Regions from separate parts of the Anser cygnoides genome. Here region 1 is linked to region 2. Evidence: chromatin contacts called from public Hi-C data. All regions are on one chromosome and are shown on one strand. Each heading gives the region's core, a stretch centred on a gene start, on an enhancer-like site or on the middle of the called end of the contact. The rest is flanking DNA. Distances are from core to core; before and after follow the strand shown. Region 1 overlaps HOMER2 (homer scaffold protein 2). Region 2 holds the start of HOMER2 (homer scaffold protein 2).

The links. Hi-C and Micro-C count contacts between places; a contact is called where the count stands out from the background.
Region 1: a Hi-C map of liver shows a contact between it and region 2, with 1.7 times the contacts expected there. The contact joins the enhancer-like site here to the promoter of HOMER2 in region 2. A contact is called at or near these places in 2 of 7 Hi-C or Micro-C datasets (both in liver).

What each region holds. Positions count from the first base shown.
Region 1 is chr11:10,459,656-10,463,829 of Taihu_goose_T2T_genome, forward strand. HOMER2 (homer scaffold protein 2) reads left to right here. Exons shown (of 9, transcript XM_067003895.1): 3 at 1-3. Among named protein-coding and RNA genes, the nearest start is that of HOMER2, 40 kb to the left of the region's middle. Within about 2 kb of position 2,271, at least 2 of the 3 cell types and tissues checked have open chromatin away from gene starts, as enhancers often do. A contact at or near this core is called in liver, where this site is marked.
Region 2 is chr11:10,420,638-10,424,586 of Taihu_goose_T2T_genome, forward strand. HOMER2 (homer scaffold protein 2) reads left to right here and starts at 1,542. Exons shown (of 9, transcript XM_067003895.1): 1 at 1,542-1,736. The coding sequence starts at 1,642.

The DNA of each region.
Region 1 (4,174 bases), core at 1,021-3,520, 40 kb after region 2:
AAGGTAACGGGGCGCGGGGAATTTCTGCACAGGCTATTTTGTTTGCTAAGAGTGAAGAACTGCATGTATCCATCCCACCTCTTCCAGACTGGATGCTTCTGCATGTCCTTTTCATCCATGGAAGTTGAGTATTTCCTATATTTTTCTAGCGTCTGTATGTATAGAAGCAGGCTGTATTGCAAACTTCATGGTCAAAACCATAAATTAAATCGGATCACTGACAGCAGTACTGCTGTGGTGATCTTGATCTCTTGCCCAGTGTGGCTGAAAGCATTTGTGTTTCCAGATGTTTGCAGAAACAATCCAACTCTGAAGTATTTTGTGGCATCTCCCTGGCCTATTTGCTCATTTCTGCAGAGAGCGGCACTAAAAGCAAAGTGAACCACCCCTGTCCTGGGACTGCTGGCATTCAGCCATTGATTTTGGCCCAAAGCTTCTGGATCCTGGCGCTGGGCAGGGGATGGTGGGTGTGGGCAGAGCTGGGGGATGAGCAACCAGGGAGCTGGTCTCAAGTGTGGGACCAGGGCTGCAACCCCCAGAGCTGCAACCCCCGGAGCTGCACCCTGACCTTGGTATTAACGCAGTGCTGCTCTGGGACAGGGACTGGCTGCAGCAGCAGGCTTGGAAAGTGTAGGGCTGCCTCTTGTAATGAATAACCAGCAGTTCAAAATACACTCTCTGTCATTAGATTAGTGGTCTTGCCAAGTGCTCATCAAATGGCTGAGATGTTTTTTTGTTCATGCAACAAAAAAGCATTACTTATCTAGCACATAGCTGACACTTGAAGCATGGCTACTTGGCACCAGGTTTTAACAGTTAACTAAACATTGTGTCCTTGGGCATGGCACGCAGTCTCTCATGCTGCTGTCCTCTTGCATGCTTTGATTCAAAAGGAAGCCTGAGAACAAGAAGTTTCTTGTAGTGTCTCAAATAGCAGAGGCAGGCCACTGCAATTCAAGGAAGACTTTTAATCAATTGAATTGCTACAGGATTTTATTATTCTAAAAGTATCTTACCAAGTTCTTGCAATTTCCAAATAACTGGATTTTTTTTTCAAGCGTTTCTTAAATGCAAAGCATAGTTTACTTTACATGTTATTTTATTTTTGGACTTGAGACGTCCATAAAGGTGGCATGGCAATAATCTGCTATCCTGGGTTGCTAAGGCCAGTCTATCAATCACATGCAGAACTTTCTAAAAAAGGAGATGTTGGTGACAGTTATGTTTTATGATTCTTAGACTTAATCAAATGTAGAGGAGTGCTCAGTTCACCTGTGGATATTCTCCATTCCCATGACAAAAAGACATTTATAATAGCTAAATAAGCAGTATGGGAATATGGGAGGGTTAAAGTAGACATAGGGCAATAGTTGGTTTTGAGTAACAGATAAGCATGACACAATGCCACATTTGGACACCAAATGAAAGAATTAGCACCTTTGGAGGTCCTTGCACCCTAATGAGAGATTTTGCCATATTCTCCAGCACTGTCCAAACACACACCTAGAATAAGTTTAATGCTGGTATTAGAAATACCAGCCACAATGCTGGCCGCTACGATGTGGGCAGACAGGAACGGATCTGATAAAAGTACTGTGTGGGCACAGGGGCCTCAGGAGCAGCTGTGCTCCCCTCCGGATCCATTTGCACATCTATTTGCACGGTGTGACCTGCTGAAGGGCCTGTTGCCAATACTACAGCCTTCTACTTGCAGGAAAAGCTTTCAAAACCAGCAGAAAGACTGTTTCTGGCCAGAATATTGAAGAGAGATGGCTTAAGGGGCACTTCTGAAAATGGCTTAAAATGATCTATTAAAAAAAAAAAATCTGACGGCTGTCTGTCTGGAAAATGTTAGAAAATCTGTCTTATTACTGCCATGCAAAGCAATGGGACAAAGATATCCCTTATCATCGTGCTCCTCAGTTTAATTATTAAACCATTAGTACAAAAGATCAGAGACGGTGAAGAGATTAGAGAAGTATAAGTGTATTGGGAATAGTAAAATCAAGTTTCATTTTATTCTGATGTCATTACACTCATAAAAGATACAAATAAAAGCTTGCCAGCTTTACTGGAAATAACTGAAGCTTTTAGCCAGGAGTTAGGAGGACATGCTAAAGCTCCTCTAAACCAGAGATCAATAGCCTGGCTTAAAATAAATAAATAAGTAAATAAAACTGAAGAATATCTGCTGAAAACAATGAATAATAATGAGACATGAGAAGAGGTTAGCATGCCTAAAAACTTCTGCACTTTCAAGCATATTGGCTGGCCTAATAAAAGATAATGCCTCTTTCTAATGCCTTGCCTCCCTGGAGACACTTAAGCATTAATCCATACCTATAGGGACAAGCAGTTCAAATTAAACATGAGCCATTAATGAAAACTGCTTTCAGTGACCTAGTAACCTAATTGCCATTCACATTGACCGGGAGAGTCCCAGTGTTTATAGTTAATGTCCTGCTCGGGGTCCTTTTCCCTCCCTCCAGCACCCACTGCTCCTTTCCCCCTTCCTGCCCCATGCCTCAAAAAGGTCTCAGGACATTACTCAAATGTTGCTACATGAAAATTGAAGCAGGAATCAAAACAGAATTAATGGTGCAGCTGGCCGTGATGAAGAGGCAGGGCTGATGCTGTAAAAGTAGTGATGTGTTTTGCACACCAAGCTGTTAAGCAAAATTTCTGCTATCAGTCAAGGTGCTTTGGCACAGACATGATAATCTGAGGAGCTGGAGGTGGCCAAGGGCATGGGGACAGAGATTTATACAGGTGAGAAGCCCAGCAAACTCAGACTTTGCACATCATAAAGTAACAGCAGACGGCTTCTGGGAAGCACCAGACCTTAAATTTTGATTGATGCATGCGTGTTTTACACGTGCGGCATGCGGTATTTGCCCAGCAGGGCGCAGGCAGCCCACCCTCACCCCCAGCCCGACCGTGCTAGCAGTGCCCTTGCTGCGCTGCAGCAAGCTCCCGGCCGCTTTCTGCAGCAAATGCTCTCGTCCCCTGCTGGTCTGCCTGGCACTGAGATATGTATGGGACTGCTGCGGGCGGGAGCAGCTGCTCCACGTGTCCGACACCACCACAATTTGTCAGGAGGAGACATAAATGCCAGATCAGGAGCTTAAAATTTACATGCACATAAATAATGCTTCTTAACGTATAAAATGCTAAGAAGGTCTCTCGCTATATATATATTTCTCCAGGTGACAGGCTGGCTGCAGATTTGAACAGCTTTTAAATAATCCGTGCAATGCACAGTAGCATCTTTGAGTCCCCACTAAATTTCCCTGGCCAAGACTCATAATCACACAGCGCTCTTGTGCTGCCATGTCCTTGGACTGAAGGGCTTTGCAAGTGTTGGGAGCCGCAAATCCATTCTGCGGCTTGGCCTCAGCTTCCTAGGGCAATGGGAGTTGCATCAGTAGCCATGATGGGCCACTGACGTGGTGTTTGGCTGGTGTTTCTCCTACTCTGGTCTGTCTTCTGCTAATTCTGGGGAGCTTTGTCTGCCTGAGGACAGGGTGGAGGAAAGGCAAAGTGAAGGGAGCAGAGAAGGAGAAGGAGTGTGATGATTTCTATAGTTGATTTGGGATATTTACATGTGCTGTTTCCTCTTGAGACCACAGTTTTCATTTACAAAATAGAAGACTATTTCACTTTTTAAACTAGGATTTCCCATTTTAAAAGCACTCTCTGTTGTTGCAACAGTTTGATAGCTCAAAGCCAACTGACACATGAATTTTTTCATACCAATTACTTGCCAGTTATTTGCATTTGGGGCAGAGCAAGTCAGTTACTGGAGAGATGGCATCTTTCTGATTTCTGCCAGTGATCAGATACTGTGGTCCTGCCATCCCCCTCACAGACGGCCTCAGGATCGTGGTGGTTTCCGGAACATCTGCTCTGTCAGTGTAGCAATTAGTGTTGGTAACGCTGCACAAGTTTGGGCTGTCACCATCGTGTTTCTGCGCTCAGCAGAATAATCAAGTGAAGGCCTTTAATTTCATAGCAAGCCAAGTGATCCTCTGTAGCTTTCAAAAATAGACTGTGAGTAAAATCTAGCAGTTATTAATTAGCCAGGAATAAAAAAGGAGCAGCAGCAGAACTCTTCATGGACTGCTTCCAAATATATGGGGTAAACAAAAAACAGAGACGTCTTTCACTGCAGATT
Region 2 (3,949 bases), core at 292-2,791:
CTTCTCTCTCATGCGTGGTAGATGGAATTTAACGAAATGAAGTAAATGGTGCAAACCAGTGAGACAAACTCATACGATTTCTGGTGGGAGTTTTTTTCTACAAGATTGCCTGCCTGCTGTATTCTCCCCTCAGAGAAAGCCAGTCCTCACCATTTCCCCACGGAGAGGGAAGCGGTTCTGTCAAAGCAATATTCAAGGCTACAGACCATCATGAACGTGAAAGGATTATCACTTCTCCCATTACTATCCAGGGGAAACTCAGCGGGCAGAGCAGGACATGTGAGGTCTTCAGACTGCAGGGATTAAGCACGGATCGAGGTCCCCTTCCCATTGCAACTTGAAAAAAGCGCAGGTATGCTGGAGAGGTGCCACCCCACAGCCCGGGGAAACAGCTGGGCCGCTTCACAGCCCTTTGTAAACGTATTCACCCTGCTCTTTTTCCCTACTGCATTGACTTTATTTGAGCATATAGGATTGAAATTCCGTTTTGGTGCTCCAGGCATCAGGAGACATCCAACAGTTGGCTGTCAGAGAGCGAGGCAGCTCCATGGTGCGTAGCTGGAAGGTGTTAGGTTGCTGGTGAGGTTTTCCTTCCCTGATGGTCCCCATGGGATCCGCAGCTGATCCTGGGCATAACCCCGGTGACTGCACACAAGGTTAGAGCATGCAAACGTAAAGCCTGCCCCACAGCTTCCAAACTTTCTGTGAAAGAAAGGATAAATCTACGCGAGGTAATAGGAAGATGAAAGTAATCCCTCTTGATGGCAAGGTATTAATTATATCTTTGTGTGGGAGAAGTTAAAATCCTCCCTGATGTGTGGATGGGGTGCCTTGTCCCCAGCAGCGGTGTCTGCGTGGTGAGGACCGGCACGAGCAGGGCCGTGGCTTTTGTATGATTTTGTATGATTCGTGTCCTGTGACAGTGCCACGGCAGTGTCACCCCGGCGGTGGGGCAGCCAGGACACGGCTCTCCCACGGTGATGCCATTTTGCCCTCGGTGGGAAGGAACCGTCCCAATTTATCGTCATAAAAATCACACGGGGCGGCGGGGCAGGAAAGGGGGGGAGTGGGATTTTTTCTTCGCTTCCCTGGCGAAAGGGATGAAAAGAGCTCAAAGGTGCCCCCCCCCACCCCCAGCTGCGTGTCCCCCCATTCCCACCCCCAGCAGCTGCGGCTCCCGGCAGCCGGACAGCGCAGCCGGTGCTCGGGTCCCCCCCCCCCCGGCACTTCCCCCAAACTTTTCTCACCACCCCGGCCCCCCCCGGCCGGTCACCCCCACCCCAAACCCACCCCACCCCCGTCCCCTTATCCACGGGGGTGGGCACCGAGAAGCCCTCGGGGGTTCCCCCCGCTTCATGCGCTCCCCCCGCCGCCGCCTGCCCATGCCCGGGGCCGGGGAGCTGGAGGGGTCCCGGGGCCGGGAGAGAGGGGGGTGTCCCGGGGGGCAGCAGCGAGGGGGCGGCGGGAGGTTGCTCGGTGCCGCCGCCGCCCGGGAGGGAGGTTATGTAAGGGGGGAGGGAGGCGGCGGCAGGAGGAGGAGGAGGAGGAGGAGGAGCGGGAGGAGCAGGACGCCTCGCCGCCGCCTGCCGCCGCCGTGCAGCCGCAGCCAGCCGGGAGCGGGATCGGGAGCGGGGCGGCCGCATGTGCGAAGTGGGGACGCGGCCGCCGCCGGCCGCCGAGCGCGGGGAGCCGCCCGGGGGTGCCGCCGCCCCGGCCGAGAGGTGCCGAGACATGGGGTGAGTCCGCCGGGCCCCCAGCGCCCCCCGCGTCCCGCCCCCCTCCCCCCGGCTCCACGCGGGGGTGCTCGCCCCCCGCCCCGGCCCCTCCGCAGGTGCGCCCCGGCCGCTGCCGAGCCGGGAGGCGGCGGTTCGTTAAGGCAATTAATTCATTAAGCACTTAACCGCCCGGCCGGGGGGCGCCCACCCGAGCCGCGCCGGCGGGGGTGGGAGCGCAGCGGAGGGGAAAAATTTAAAAAAAATAAAATGAAAATAAAAAAAATACAACCTCAGCTCGGGCACGCTGCTGGTGGCCACATGCGGAGCTGGGGGGTCCCGGGCAGAGCCGGGGGGGGCCCGGCGGGGGCAGCGCTGCCGGCCCCGGGGGGCTCCGCGGGCGCGCTGGGGTCGTGCTGGGCTCTGCCGGGGCTCCCCGCCGGGGGGGGGCCGCCGCCAACTTGCCCGGACCGCGGGAGCCGCGCGGCGGTGTGGGCAGAGAGCTGCCCCGCACACGCACCCCTCCTTTCTTCCTCCCGGAGAATCGAGCCTGAGCTTTCCGAAAATCAGCCGTGCCTTGTTCCCAGCCTCCAAGTTTAATAGGGGGCAAAAGCCGCTCGCTGGCGTTAGAGCAGTCCGTGAACTGAACGGTGGGAAGGGGGGGTTAACGTGGTGCTCTCGGCTGGACCTGCATGCGGGTTAGAGACCCATCCTCTCGACCAGAATGTCTTGGGGGATTCCAAACCCACACGTTTAATTTGCTTTATTTTTATCCTATTGCTGTCCCTCACACCTTTTCCTTGCCTCTCCTCACCCCCGTGTGGCAAGGAACCGTTCTCCGCTTTCTGGGCATCCTCATGCTGCTCCCAGCTGTGCAGCCTCCCACTCGAGATGCGTTGATTATTGTCAAAGTGCTACCATTTGAGACGGTGTGGATAAATAATGAATTAAAATGCCACGCATGTGCCTGAATCGGATACCCAGCAGCACTGAATAGGAGTGCAGGGGCAGAGGGGAGAAATAAGATCCGAAGAGTGTCTCCCGATGTTTCACTTCAGGATTACGAGGGGCTTTTCTTCATTATGTAAAGTTCCAGTGGAAATAGCAGAGGTAGCGTTACAGCTTGGGGTTGTGGAAGGAAACACCAACGCCTGGCTGGAGCAGCGTGGCCCCGCTGAGCCCAGGCTGGACAGAAACATCCAGCCCAAGGGAACTCACCCCCATTCTTTTTACCCGGGTGTCTCTAAAAACAAATAGTTTTGTCGTTGTTGTTTGATCCGGCTCTGTGCTGGTGGATGAGTGCAGCTGTGAAGTTTTGCTGTGGCGTGGAGGGAGCCACGGGGCAGGTGGCAGCAATGCCCTGGCCCTTGGCTCAGCACAGTGCTGCTCTGCCCGCGGAGCTTCCCTGGGGCCCGGGGGTCTGGAGTGCCCCGGGTGTGCTTGTGGCTGCACCCCTGTCTGTGCTGCCCTGCTCCACGGTCCGGTTCGATACCCCGATGTAACGTGTTTGACTTCGATTGAGTCGTTTCAGCCTGACACCAGTGCTGGGGAGGAAGATCAAGCTCCTGACACCATTCATTCCCGGGGTTTCAGCGTGGGTTGTACACACTCGTACGCTCTGTATGGAGTGCAGGCGAGGTGTTTGCTGGATATACATTTTGTAAGTGTCTTCCGTCGTTATCTCACCATCCACCTTTCCGATATAGAGAACTTCAGAGTCTGCCCATGCAGGTTACTGCAGCAGGGGCTCAGCACACCTGACGCAGGAGCCACCCCTTGTGTCCTCCCTGCTCCACCTCCGCTGGCAAATCCTTTACCTGGGTGTGCTTCAGCCTTGCCTTCTGTGAAATGGGCACCTTTGTACTCGCCTGTCCCCGTGACGCACTCTGCGATGGGAGCACGGTGCCCAGCCTTTTGTATCTGAAGGAACAGGTTTTGTCCCAGGAATTCCAGCAGGATTTGCTTCCTGGGCACGCTCTGGTGTCATATAGGCAGGTTCTCAAAGAAATTGCGACAATAACTTGACTCTTAGCACTTAAACGATTTTTTTTTTGGGGGGGTGACCATTGCTAATGATTCATTTAAATGCTGCCTATGGATTTGGCAGTGACTGATGGTGCTATGAAACCTGATATAGCTACTTGAGCTCAGCAAAGCTATTTAAATTGCTTATTAGCTGTGAGCTGAGCTATTTAAACTGTTGGTTTAGTTCAACTTAGGCAGCAAGGTAGTGTCAA